2 separate regions of the Callithrix jacchus genome follow, and region 2 is linked to region 1. Evidence: chromatin contacts called from public Hi-C data. All regions are on one chromosome and are shown on one strand. Each heading gives the region's core, a stretch centred on a gene start, on an enhancer-like site or on the middle of the called end of the contact. The rest is flanking DNA. Distances are from core to core; before and after follow the strand shown.

What was found. A called contact is a pair of places that touch in the nucleus more often than the background predicts.
Region 2: a contact with region 1 is called in a Hi-C map of skeletal muscle, with 3 times the contacts expected there. The contact joins the promoter of PRP4K here to the promoter of ECI2 in region 1. A contact is called at or near these places in 2 of 3 Hi-C or Micro-C datasets (both in skeletal muscle).

The regions. Positions count from the first base shown.
Region 1 is chr4:26,389,836-26,396,857 of calJac240_pri, reverse strand. It overlaps ECI2 (enoyl-CoA delta isomerase 2), which reads right to left and starts at 2,558. Exons shown (of 11, transcript XM_078368435.1): 1 at 2,508-2,558; 2 at 1,866-2,035; 3 at 359-503. The coding sequence starts at 1,888.
Region 2 is chr4:26,528,410-26,535,340 of calJac240_pri, reverse strand. PRP4K (pre-mRNA processing factor kinase PRP4K) reads left to right here and starts at 5,005. Exons shown (of 19, transcript XR_618989.5): 1 at 5,005-5,174. It overlaps LOC144582042 (a long non-coding RNA gene), which reads right to left and starts at 4,921. Exons shown (of 2, transcript XR_013533800.1): 1 at 4,730-4,921; 2 at 1-3,703.

The sequences.
Region 1 (7,022 bases), core at 1,309-3,808:
TAACAATGATTTCTAAGCATCTTCTAATACTCTGTCCTTATTCAAAACTTCCCCAATTGTCTTAAAAATATCTTTTTCAATTGGTTTATTCCAATTAAGAGCCAAATAAGGTCTACAAATTTGAATATTATATTTCGTAAGTCTCTTTTACTCTGGCATGACACAGAGGGGTTACTTTATTAATAGTATTTCAAGGTAATATTAAAAAATGACACACACACATATATATATATACTCTTAAGAGGGAGCAAGACAAACCCAAAATATTAAGGCTACATTTTAGTAAACACACAGTGTATCTATTTAAGGAGTCATTTGCCCAACATTCTTTAAATAATGTCAGACAGTTGGCATTTACCTGCTTATACAGTGCGTAGAGTTTTAGCTTCACTTCGTTTCCTGGATCCTTCTTCAAGAGTTTCACTTGATTCACTGCATTTTCAAAGTCCTTCTGACTGGCTCTCATTGCTGTTCTATTCATGTGCAGCTGAACTACTGGGAAACTAACAACCTGCAGATGACTACAATGAGGCAGACTGATGTCTACTTGTTCCCAACCCTCACATTTCTGCAGCCTGATTTCTAATTGTTCCCAGCCCATACATAGCAAAATCCCATGTTTGTCCATAAATATTTTCTTTATACTTGCCCTAGCAAACTGGCTGCAAATAATTGGCTGTAAGGATTTCAAGATAAGAAATCAATACAGAAGCTCATGGTAAATAAAATAAATAAATAAAGGGAAAAGTAACCATCCAGTGAGGTATTTGTAAGCAATTAAAGATAAAAGCAGCCAAAACAGGAATGACTATGTAAATTTTGCCATAGGCAAGAAGTAAATGAAAAGCATGCAAGATAGTGAACAGCAGGAGACCAAAGGCTAAGTGCACAGAATTTAGTGCAGTGTCCCAAAGTCCTAAAACAGCTTCTGCACTCACTGCTAAACAACCCATAAACTAATATCAGGTCAATTTTTCCCTCTTTGCTGGCAAAACCGGTGATCCAACATATACACAGGTGATAGGAGGGGAGAATGGCTGAACATACAAGAAATGTTCAAAAGGACATTATGTACAGATGATGGCATTCCAGACAGAGCCACAGCCTTCTCAGCAGGTGGGAGGGAATCTATCTGCAGCGCAAGGGAGTCAGTGAAGCGGGCTCAGCAGGCTTGTCCCTTTCTATGGGGCTGTTTAGCCAGCCAGCCAGGAGCAGAGCAGAAACAGCAAGCACCGCGGGGTGATCAGCACGTTTTTAAGCATACACAGTGAACAGGGGTGGGGTGGCAAACTTCAAAGGACTCAGGCCACAAGCAAAACATGAATGTTCACGACGATGACCCTGAATAAGGAAGTTAATGGCATCAAAGATGATTAAAATAATACAGGTTACAAAGCTCAAACCTAACATGTATCACCCCCCAAACACAATTATGTAACTAGAAAATGGTACAATGAACTCTAGGTTCAAACCTTGGACTTAGTAATTGATTCAGTAAGATCAGTCTACAGTAAGTTTTTTTTTTTTTTTCTTTATTTTTTAAAGACGGGGTTTCACCATGTTGGTCAGGCTGGTCTTGAACTCCCGACCTCAGGTGATCCGCCCGCCTTGGCCTCCAAAGTGCTTGGATTACAGGCGTGAGCCACCACGCCCGGCCTACAGTAAGTTTTATATTAAATTGCTTTTCTGTAAAGGGAAAAACTGCAACTTACATGACAAATTCCAAGCAGAAAACGAAAGAAAAATTTAAAGTGTCCACAGAAAGCCGAAATGTGCGTTTCCACAAAATGTGGAACAAATTTATTTTTAAATAATGCGTGAGTTTTAAAAACAAATTGCAAAAACACGACCATATAGGAAAATACCTAAGGTCTGGAAAATCACTCATAATTCCACCACTTCAAGGTCACCATCATGTTCCGGTTTTGTTCCCTATACACGGATTCGGGCTGGGTTCCCCGCATCCCAGGGAGGTGGAGCGCGCTTCCTAGCCGTCGCCGCGCACACGGCCACTTCGCTTCACTGCATACGTGTTCTCCAAAAAGCAAAGAGCGTTAAGTCCACACGAGTGATAACTGCTTACGTTTACCTCACTTTTAGCAAGCAACGCTTTGCACCCCAGAAGCATCCCGGCTGGGAAGTGCAGGCCCGGCCGCCGGAAGAAGCACCGTGCCCAGCGGGGGCGGCTCCAGGGCCCGGAGTCCGGCCCCAGGAGGATGGGAGCACTGCGCGGCCGCCGGCGGAGACCTCGGGGACTGGGAACAGAGAGCCGCAGCCCTGATCTCACGACGCGTCCATCCTGACCACTCTGGGCCCAGCGGTGCAGGAGGGCGCGCGCGTTAGGTGGTCACTCCAGCGAACTCTCGCTGGAAAACCAGCAAAACAAAATTCTGTAGCCACCCAGACAAGATAACGGCGGGGGGGCGCTCCCACCGGCGGCGACCTTCGCCTGGACAGCCGTCTCCTGTGGGCGACCTTGGGCAGGGCGGCCGGGGCTCCAGGCTTACCTCGGACACGAACGCTGCGCCAGTCTCCAGGCCGGGTTTGCCATATCTAGCCCCGACCTTGGGCGTCCGGGGCTCTAAGGCGGCGGGGTTCGGGGGCGGGGCCGGGGCTCTGGGACTGCCGAGGCTCGGGGGTGGGGAAGGGCGGAGAACGACCAGGGCTGGGGGCGGGGTCAGGCTGAAAGTGAAGCCGGAACCCGAGGCGGGGCGTGGGCGGGACCGGGGCTCTAGGCAGTTAGGAGGCGGGGCTGAGATGCGGGGGCGGGGGCGGGGCCGGAGTTGGGTGCGGGGAGCGGGGCCGGGTATTCCCGGAGTGGAAGAAGGGCGTGGGGCGCGGGGACGTTGACCCGGGAAGGACCTCAGCGGCGCGTGGGGCAGGGCACAAATGCTTCCGGGCCTGGCTCCAAGAATCTGCGACCTGGGGCCCGGCTGCTCCCTCCGGCGGACCTCAGCTCTGAGAACTCTGCGGCTGCCGGAGCTCGGAGCCCCCTGCCCGGGGCCCTGGGGAGCCTGGCGAGGAGGGGTCGCTGCGTCCCGAGGGCCAGCCGTGAGCCGGGAGGCGGGATAGCAATTGAGGGCGTGTGCTTAAAAGCGGCTATGTCATGCACCCCCAAATCGAAGGCCTGCAGACCTGGTAGGACGCCGGAGGATCAGAAGTGATTTGTGAGGTATCCAACTCTTTAGTGTCAGAGTTTGGATATTTTTGAGTTGTGCTGAGGCATTTGCAAAGTATTTTCTTTGGGGAAGAATTCTTAAAAGTTGGAAGGGCCTTGGCTGTGCCACCTTGTCCAGTTCCCAGAGAATCAAACAACAAAACAAAACCACCCCTCTAAATCCGGTGCCCCAGGTGTGCTATTCAAGCATGCCTAGGCGTTTTAGATTTATGTAGCTGACACTTGTGGACTACCTATAGTGAGCCAGGCTAATTGTAATTCTTTCAACAACACTGTAAGGAAAATGATATTGCCCTGTTGAGCATATTGCCCTGTTGAACTGATGTGGAAACAGACCCAGAAAGATTAATCCGGTGACTTGCCCAAAGGCATGACACTTGCAGGTGGGCATGTTGCAGGATGAGCCGGTGACAGAGCTCTTCAGACACGCGAGTAAGGAAGGAAGAGCTAGCTGTGGAGCATTGGTGGACTCGAGTCCAGAAACAGAGCTCCCCGAAAAGCAGTTTTTTTCTCTTTTTAAAGGCATACAACCCAAGGGGGGAGCAAAGGTAAAACTGTCATTGCCTATTGGCTGGACATCTGACCTTACAGTCGTTGGCCTTCATTGATTTGCTAATTTACATGTGGAAGGGAAAAGAGAAAGAATTACAGAAGTTAAACAAAGGCAGTAAGTCACTCGGGTGACAGAGGTATTTCTAAGGGTTGGGTCTAGATTGTACAAACGTGGTCTACGTGCCTCAGAGCAGGTCCTTGGGCTGCAGGAAAAACATTATTTTGCAACATTTTCAAGGCTGATAAATAACATAGGCACCAGTTACAGAGAGGGGAGTTATTTTCTCAGCCCTTGGTCCCCACTGTGGTTGGGTCAGTGGCGCCAGCCAGCTGCCTGACTGCTGACTTCAACTTTGTGTTATTTTATCTCCCCCTCCCCTCTCTTCTATCAGAAGATGGGCAAGCTCAGCAGAGTCCAAGTTGTAAGTAACTTTATCATTGCTTAAGTTTGTTTCATCAGGTACATCTGGGTAGCAGTGTAGGTGAGGCAACACTGAAAGTCAAGTAGAACAATTTGGGCTTATCCCAAAGCCTTTCTCCATATTTTTTTTGAGATGGAGTTTACCTCTTGTTGCCTAGGCTGGAGTTGCACAATCTCGGCTCACTGCAACTTCCGCCTCACAGGTTCAAGTGATTCTCCTGCCTCAGCCTCCTGAGTAGCTGGGATTACAGGCACAAACCACTAGGCCTGGCTAATTTTTTGTATTTAGTAGAGATGGGGGTTCACCATGTTGGTCAGGCTCGTCTTGAACTCCTGACTTCAAATGATCCACCCACCTCGGCCTTCCAAAGTGCTGGGATTACAGGTGAGAGCCACCACACCCGGCCTCTTCAGATATTACAAAGTGGTAGTTAGTAGGCTGAGCTGCATCTCTCGAAGAACTTGATCCTCTCCAAGGCTGTTAGGTGACCCTCACAGGTGATGGAAATGGAATAATCAGAAATTACAGATAATATAAGACTCATTCATCTCCAGAAGATGAAACAGCTCTCATGGAAATGTTTTTTAGATCTCTTACTGGTAAGCATATTTTGATGGTGAAACCTTTTGCAATACAAGTGAACTACTTTCAGGCTTATACCTACCACAGAAAAGAGTGGGGTATGGGAAATTAGCTTGTCTTTTTCAAAGTATAATTTAAAACATATAGAAAGAGCATGTGTCAAAAATTTTCTTAGCTCATTAATTAGGGAACCAGCAGGGTGCTAAAGAAGATGTTAAAAGCCTAGTTAATATACTCAGTGTAAAAAAAGAATTCTGGAATAGATTGCAAAGTTAGAAATAAAACTGGTTAATATCCTATAGAGCAATAAAACCATAACCTCTGGAGGAATGTTTTTCCAATTGGATGAATTATTTGTATCTCTACCAGCTGTTATTTATTAAAGCCCCATTATATCTAGCATTTGAGAGAAAGGAGATGGTTGCAGAGACAGATATCCCTGTCAGAGGGTCATCTGGGGTCCGTGTTTGGTTCACTAAACGGTTAAGAGGAGTCCAGACCATGCCTCGTAAACATGGCTGCCATAGCCCTGTAGGTGGGAGGGCCAGTTGCAGCAAAAGGGAACCATTGTGATTTGGGTAGATGCTCCACCTAGCTTGAAGATTATTGTATCTATGCTAACGAGTTTGGATTCTGTGCTGAGAGCAAGTGGAGAGCCACTGAAGATACAATTGGCATGCCTAGCTATCTGGTTCTCAGTGAAATCCTGGACCCCAGGTATATCTTCAGGGTATAATGCTTCCGGATAAGAGTAGGAAAGGCAGAAGCTCAGTCAAGACCTTTCTAAAGGCTGGTCCGATGGTAGTGGGTTATCAGAACTTATTAACATTAGTGTCACTAAAGTTGGTATACAACCCCCCACTGCTAAATTTGACTGGCCTTAAAAAAAAAAAAAAAAAAAAAAAAAAAGACCTTTCTAAAGCTCTAATCTTCACCCTGTTATATAATCGGCTTCCCTTGGAGCATATGAAGATCTTGGAGAGGGGGTCTCCAGTCCAGCTAGATCCTGTCTAATTGATTGCAGGGGATTGTTGCTGCCTAGGAGGGCAGTTGATGTGCTTTGGGTTCAGAGAATCTCAGACCCTCCTACCAGGTGCCCAGGAGACATTGTCTCTGACTATAATGAATCTTTGCTGTCAGGGTATCGACTTCACAGTGTTGTGCTCAGTGGTAGGGTGAATGTTTCTTTTTTCAGATCACAGAGTAGTTTATATCAGAGTAGAATGTAACATGATAACTCTGTCAGTCATAATTTTCATTTCTGACATTTACATCATAATAGCATACTGATATTACATCAGTATCCAATATTTACATCAGATACTGTTATTACAACATATAAAAAGTCTGTCACATTCAGTCTTGAGGAACAATTCTGATACACTGTCCAATTAAGAGTGCAAGCTAGAAATCTGGAAGAGTCTTGGATTCCTTTACCTCACTGACACCTCACATCTCTCATTCACCAAATACTAGTGATTCTGTCTCCTAAATATTTTTTATTTTTCCCCCTTGTCTCAGACCCCTCTACGTGGTCTTAATTCATGCCCTCATTGATTTTGAGATTACTGTTACGTGGATACCTGCAGCAGCCACTTCCCAGTTTTGCTAATTTAGTCCCACCTCTACAGTCCATTCTCTCGCTACTTCCTGGCTGATTTCCTTAAATTTGAAATCTTACACTACACACGTTCTCCCCGATCTTTCCCCATGACTGAAAATCTCTTAGTGAGTCCCCTTTGCCTGCTAAGCAAACCCAAGCTGCTTAGCACTGGCAAATAAGGCCCACAAGATTTGCCCTTGCCTACCTTCCCAAGCACCTCTTTACAGCCCCATGAGTTAACTTCCCATCTCAGGTGAACCTGGGATACTCAGTTTCTCTGAGTTTCCAGGTTCTCTCATTCCAGGCACTGTCATATCCAGGAATCTCCTCTGAGCCACCCACTGGTGAGCTCTGTCCTTCTGAGCTCCTATAATCTCCTGGGCTTCTCTTCCTTCTGGCCCCTATGTTACTGTTTTATGTCTGATTAGTAAACTATTTCATTACAAGGGGCACATCCTGGGAAGAATTCTACCGTATATTCAACCCCATTTCTCATTTCTGGACATACTGCTTGACACAAAATACTGTACTCTCTGCAGGTTTGTTGGATGATGGATGAACTGTTGAAAGTTTCCTTCTAAGCTTGGTTTTCCACATTTGATAAAAAGTTGTGAGTCGGGCCGGGCACGGTGGCTCAAGCCTGTAATCCCAGCACTTTGGGAGGCCGGGGTGGGTGGATCACGAG
Region 2 (6,931 bases), core at 3,756-6,255, 140 kb before region 1:
AGTAAACTTTTTTTTTTAATAATTTTTTTCTTTTATAGAGATGGGGTCTCCCTGTGTTGCTCAGGGATCCTTCGACCTCAGCCTCCCAAAGTGCTAGGATTACAGGCCTGAGCCACCACACCCAACCTGTACAGTGCACTTTTAATGAGATCCAAATCCTACAAATTTCCTTTCCTGCATTACTTCCTACTCTCTTAATCACCCCATTCACTGGCCTCTGCCATTTTCAGCAAGTTACTAACCCCAATTCCTAATATAATCCTATTTTGAAAAAACACTACATATATATGCATAAAAAAGGATAGCCCAAAATGTGAATATTCACCTATGGTTAGCAGGATTATAAACTTTAATTTTTTCTTATTGTGAAAAATTACTTCTAATTCATGTGTTAGTTATGTAATAAAATATATGATAAGTTGTGTATTAAACCCCATACCCCCACTGTGGTAATAAAATCTGTTAATAAATCATACATGTCACACAAAAAAATAACAACAAAAGAAAGAAAATTTGCCCACAGTAATACCTAGCATTTCCTAATAATAACACACACTGCAGGCACTTTCACTCATTATTTCATTTTACTCTCATAATAATTCTATGCAATCAGAACCATTATTCCCATGTTACTGTGTGAAATGAGGCTCAAAAATGGTAAACTGTTTGAAATTGCACAGTAAGTTGTGAAGCCCAGGTTTATCTAACTTGAATGCTCACATTCTAAATACTAATCTAGCTATTGCCACATTATATAGTAGTTACATACAATAGCGCAAAGTTGAAATAATCTAGGCATACAATAACAAAGGGAAAAGATTAGTTACAAAAATGTTTACTGAAAGTAGAATTATGTAAAAGTCGGGGGACATGTTACATGAAAGAGCAAACTATCACATTCTATACCTGAGTACAAGAAAATTAAATATTTCATATTTTAAAAAAGCCAAAATAAACCAATATGTTCAAGTTGGTTCCGTGTGGGTAATGGAACTCTGGGTGATTTTCATTGCTTTGTTTTGTTACCCTTTCATTGTTTTGCTTTGTTACCCTTTGTTTTGCACTAAAATTGCTTCAATACTAACATCAACAACAACAGCAAAAAACTACATTCTCATAAAGTTGGCTTTGTAAGGAAGGAAATTTCAGAACAGTGTTCCAAACACCTCAAAGTTCCGACTCCAGGTCTAAACTAGAGCCTAAATACTCTCTGAAAGGCGATCTACTCTTGACATCTGGCAACTCTACATGGACCAACAGCTTCCTCCGCAGGATGTTAGGATCGTCTTTATTTTGTTTGTAGCCTACGGAAGAACGAGCCTATTAAGAGCTTATTGAGATCGATAATAGCACAGTGTGGCTTGAAAGGTCCAAATTTAATGTTTCCATGGGAGCAACACGATTCAAAACCGTTTTCAAAGTATTTCGAGATGCGTGTCTTATCTGGAAGTAATACTTAAAACGAAGCGAGCAAAGAGGGTAAGAGAAAGTCACAAATGCAAGCTCGCGTCCGAAGCCTGGCCTCGGGGCCCGCACACTTCTACGTGGTGTGGCGGCGGCAGGGCTCCAAGCGCTGTGTTTTTATGGTCTCTGTCAGCAAGCAGAGCCGACCTCCGCTTTATCCGACACGACCAACGCGGGATCCGGGGTGCGGCGGCGACAGGGATCCGAGACGGATGCCTGGGCCAGGACTCCCGCGCCTACTTACTCCTCGGCCAGCCCCCCGGCTTCGGATCACTGCCTCACAGGAATGGCGGCAAGAGCTCCGCCGCCGACAGGGGGGCTGAGGAGAGCGAGCCTGCGGCTCCGGGACCGAGGATGAGACGCCCTGGCCGGGAAGCAGGGAGCGACAGCACCAACAATAGAGGCTGGCGGCCCTGAGCTTAAGCAGAAGGCTTCGGGGCGGGGACAGGAGGGACCAAGGACCACCCCGGGCCTCAGATCCTCCCACGCCTACCCCCTACACCCCCAACTCCACGATATCGCAAGTACTCATGCGCCTCCGCAGCCGCTGCTGGGAAGAGCGCACCGCCCAGGGCACCGCCCCCTCCAAGGATTTCCGGGGAGGCGGGTTCCGCCGGGGAGTTGCGGCTTTTGCTACTCGGTTCAAAGGGCGCCTGTCCCGGGCCGCTTTCCGTTGCAAAGGTTCCTGAATTCGAGGAGGAAGAGCAGCAAGATCGAAATACTGGGCATAAGTTTGTTGCTTCATAAACGTTTGCTGAATGAATAAATTGATAGGCGGATGTTTGCTGGGTCCCAGCCTTTCAAAACTACAGCAGCAACATAGTTTTGGGTGTGTCCTTCACAAATCTATTTCATTCCCCAGGTAGTACCGTGCAAGTGAATTTGGTGAGAATTTTTTAAAGGAAATTTTTGCCAGCATCGGCTTTTTGAAACTTTTTTTTTTTTTTACCATGCTCTAAAAAACAAACAAAAACAAAAAAACTTGGTTTGTTTGAATATCAACGTTAATCACAATCTGGCTTCGGCGCCTATTATTCGAGCCCCATCTATCCTTCCCCACACTTAGGGTGCTTCATCTCCACATAAAGCATAACTGCAAAAATACGTAGGGCAGAAGGGAACCTGGGAGATATTACTATGGTTGTAGAAATTGAGACCAGCCTGAGCTCTCGACAACAAGAAAAAGAGACACAGCGAGGCATTTATTTATAATAGGCTTCTACGAACAAGGAAAAGTAAGGCATTTTTGGATTCGAACGAGTGCTCTGTTACCTCTACTCAACAAACATTTGAATGCCAAGGAGCTGTGAGGGTGGATGGTCAATAAGCAGATGCTGAGCAAAGTTATATTTTTGTAGGAAGCAACCTGATAAGAAAAAAGCAGATTTTCGAGTCAGATTTTACTTCGAAAAGAAGCTTGGTATTTGGGAATGCAATCATCATCAGCAATTTACCATACTATCTCTTAGTGTCAGTTTGTTCATGTGTAAAACGTGCTAATAGTACCTGATCCAATCTTTTGCCTTCAAGTATATCACTCTATTTCCAAGATGAGATCTCTCCCAGTTCTACTACATACACTATTAATTTTAACATTATTTTATTTATTTAAAAATAGTTTACTAAGTTGATATTTAACAACACATTTGAGCTATTCTTGGCACAATGACACATAGCCTTTGCCTTCATGTTTAGGAGAGGCAGCAGAGGATATAATAATTAATTGTAAAACAAGGCTAAATTTGAAATATGTTTGAACAAATATTTACAGATGAGAACCTTGAGTTAGGAAAAATTGGAACTCAGATCCCAAATTACACGCCATTAGTGCATAAATATATGGTTGAAAATAAAATCCATTCTTGACATGTTTCTGAAAACTTTTTTCATAGCATAACATAAACAAAACTTATGTCTGAATCTGATAAGAAGAAGAGAAATTCTTCACAAAGAAGACAGTATCTTTAAGAACCGTGTAAAGAAATGCTACTACAGTGGGTGGGTTGCGGGTATACACAAAGAGCAGTAATTATCTAAGGATGAATTTACTCTTTCACGTTATTAATAGAGTCCATGAAAACTAACATTTTATTTTTATTTTTCTTGGAGATAGAGTCGCACTCCAGGCTGGAGTGCCGAGGCGCGATCTCAGCTTACTGCAACCTCCGCTTCCTGGATTCAAGTGATTCTTCTGCCTCAGTCTTCTGAGTAGCTGGGACTACAGGTGCCACCACGCCGGCTAATAGAGACGGGGTTTCGCTATGTTGGCCAGGCTGGACTCGAATCTTGAGCTCCGCAATCCGCCCGCCTCCGTCACCTAAAGTGCTAGGATTGCAGGCGTGAGCCACTGCGCCTCGCCTTACGATTTCAAAACGTTTGGAATTCAGCCAACCAGAGACATTTTGTAATTACGAACATTTGAAACCCTTCTCCCCTGAAAATCAAGAGATATATATGGAGCGTGGATTCCGAACCTAGTTTTCTAGGACAAACGCAAACTCATATGATTACAAGAATGAAAGTGATCGTCACGCTGCTTTTAGGTTCCAAAGTATGGGGAATTTCTTTTTTTCTTAGACGGAGTCACTCTCACTCTGTCGCCCAGGCTGGAGTGCAGTGGCGCGATCTCAGTGCAACCTCCGCCAACCGGGTTCAAACGATTCTCCTGCCTTAGCCTCCTGAGTAGCTGGGGTTACAGGCGCGCGCCACCACGCCCAGATAATTTTTTTTTTGCATTTTTAATTTTTTATATTTTTAATAGAGATGGGGTTTCACCATGTTGGCCAGGCTAGTCTCGAACTGTTGACCTCAGGTGATACGCCCGCCTCAGCCTCCCAAGGTGCTGGGATTACAGGCGTGAGCCACGGCGCCCAGCCGAGAAATATATTTTATTAAAGAGTAATTAAATAACCTAATTAACCTAATTGATACTCTCCAAGAGCCAGTAAATGTTTTCCCTAAATTCCATTTAATCCCTTTAGAGTCATTACAGAAAAAAAACAAAATCACATAAAGCAACTTGGACTCCCCAAAATTATATGTTCCAGATACGAAAACAACGAACTGAAGGACTCCTGAATCATGTCACCCTTGAACTATGTAAAGTTGAAAAGATGTTCAATGTCAAATATAGTAACAGTTCCACATTTAAAGACCTAATTTACAGTATTTTTAAGTGCCTTTCTACCTACTTTCTCGGGAAGTTAATGCTAATTCAGTTGAGCTATCTAGAGAGGTGGTTAAGGCAAAAATCAATTTGTCTGACCGAGTTTAACAGAATTTTCACTCAACTTCTAGTCCCCAGAGCCAATCACTTCTCCGAACCGCACACCCGAAGCCGACATCCCTTTCTCTTTGCTCCGCATGTCAGCGGGCTTCCATAACTAAACGTCCATTTCTAGCCTTGGCCAAAGAGCTCAACTTGGACACAAGCCGTCAATCCTTAGCAGCACCGCCCACCATGTTCCCGGAAGCTGCGACATGACGCCCTCCGCCCCTCCAGGACGTAGGGTTTTATATCCGGATTCTTAGCGCGGACTCAGAACTCCACTCTTCCCAACGCCGTCAGCACATGCGCGGCAGCTCTTTTCCTTCTTCCTCCACTTACACTACCTTCCACCGTCCGGGAGCCGCCGCCGCCACCGCCGCGGAGGAGTCAGGAAGTTCAAGATGGCCGCCGCGGAGACCCAGTCGCTGCGGGAGCAACCAGAGTAAGTAATCTCTGTGAGTGGGCCAGAGGCTGGAGCCCGGGGACTGCCGAGTGGGAGACGACTGAGAGCTGCAACTGGCGGGCGGGAAAGTTCGGGCCTAACGGCGAGAGTCAAACTTTGCCTTTTCCGGCGCGATTCGTTGTGGGGTGGGAGGCATGGAGAGCAGGCGGCCTTCGAGCTTCATTTTCCCGGAGGCCGCCGCTGTTGGAGCGAAGGCGGCCGCGGCCTGCCGCGCGTCGTTGCCCCGGGAGGCATAGGCGCGAGCGGCCTCTACAGGTCCGGTGCGCGTGGCGGCTGCCGCGGCAGTGAGGTCGCGCCTTACTATTCCTCCCTTGGGGACCCAGCAGAGCTCCCTGGCCGCAGCACTTAGCGGCATCAGTGTTGGGGCACGAGGGTCAGTGGCGGCAGGCGGGGCAAGCGCGAAGTCTTTTCTTTCTCATGCGGTACCCCTAGTCGTCCTTATACTGGTCTTACTTTAGGACCTGAAAGCAGAGAGAGGAGGGGCTAGGGTCACTCTGATCATCCTGAAGCTAGTCTGTGGCCAGCGGGATACTCGATCTCATCACCTTGTATTCTTTAGTCCAGCAGTCACCGGGTATTGTTTTGGTGTTTTTTTGTTTTGTTTTGTTTTTGACTGTCTACGGGCAGCTTTTTTACCAACTTGCAAACTTGAGGCAAAGTAAGAGTCTTTGGTTTTGAGGCTTGGCTTTTTTTTTTTTTTTTTTGCCTGGGTTTATAACCCTTCTTTAGAAGGACGAGTGGAAGGAGTAGTGGGAATTGCTAGCTACTGCCAAACCACTTTATGTCTATAATTAAACTAATATAAGAATCCGTGCGGCCAAATGAAAAAAAAAATTCTTGTGTATGCTGCAAAGGCCAACAATCCTTGCTTAACTAAAAGCAGTATTTTGCTTTAAGTGTCAGTAGTAGGAAAACTCAAGAACCTTAAAAGAGAATGGATTTTACGGCTATATTTGCATAGCCACTGTTTTTTTTGCATCTGCACTGTCTGATCTGTTTCCAGCCATCTTAGAAAGGGGTATAGTCTCCCAGCAACTTGTAACCGAGCGATAGGAGAAATCTTTGCCACCTGACATTTCATTGCTGTGCATGCATCCAGTTTTGGGCTCCTCAGTCATCTGCTTTATTCAGCTAGGCAGAGAAATTGAATTTTTTATTAAGGCCTTTTGAAAACTGCTGTATTATTTTTACGATTTGACTTAGCAGAGATTTTAAAGTTTTTAAACTAGCTTTAGCCTCTTACTGTTTCTCACTGTTTCATTGTGTGGCACAGCTACAGTGTTTAAGGCAACACAGTGCAGATCTCATGCTATGCAGCTACATTTTCTACTAATCTGAAAAGCTTTATAGTATTATGTCCATTTATTTGATTTTTAGGGATGTTTCACATTCATTTTGAGGAGTGTTTCACATTCATTTTGAGAATATTTTATTCACATACTGTATTCAAATATTAGAATTAATAATTAAAAAAATACATATTTAGGCCTCTCCTGTATAAATAACACTGACATAATCTTTAGTTTCGCTTCCCTTCCCCACACAATGCTTGGCGTAAATGGATTATTTGGTCTGTATATGTCTTACTTTCAGTAGTTTGAAAGTATTTAACAAAGAAGGTAACAGTTTGATACCAAAGCAAGCACTATGCCTGGTGCTTATAGTGAGTCCCTGAATATAGTGTTTACAACAGTTCTTTAGAGGACATTGAGTAGTTTACGGTTACATGGAGTCTA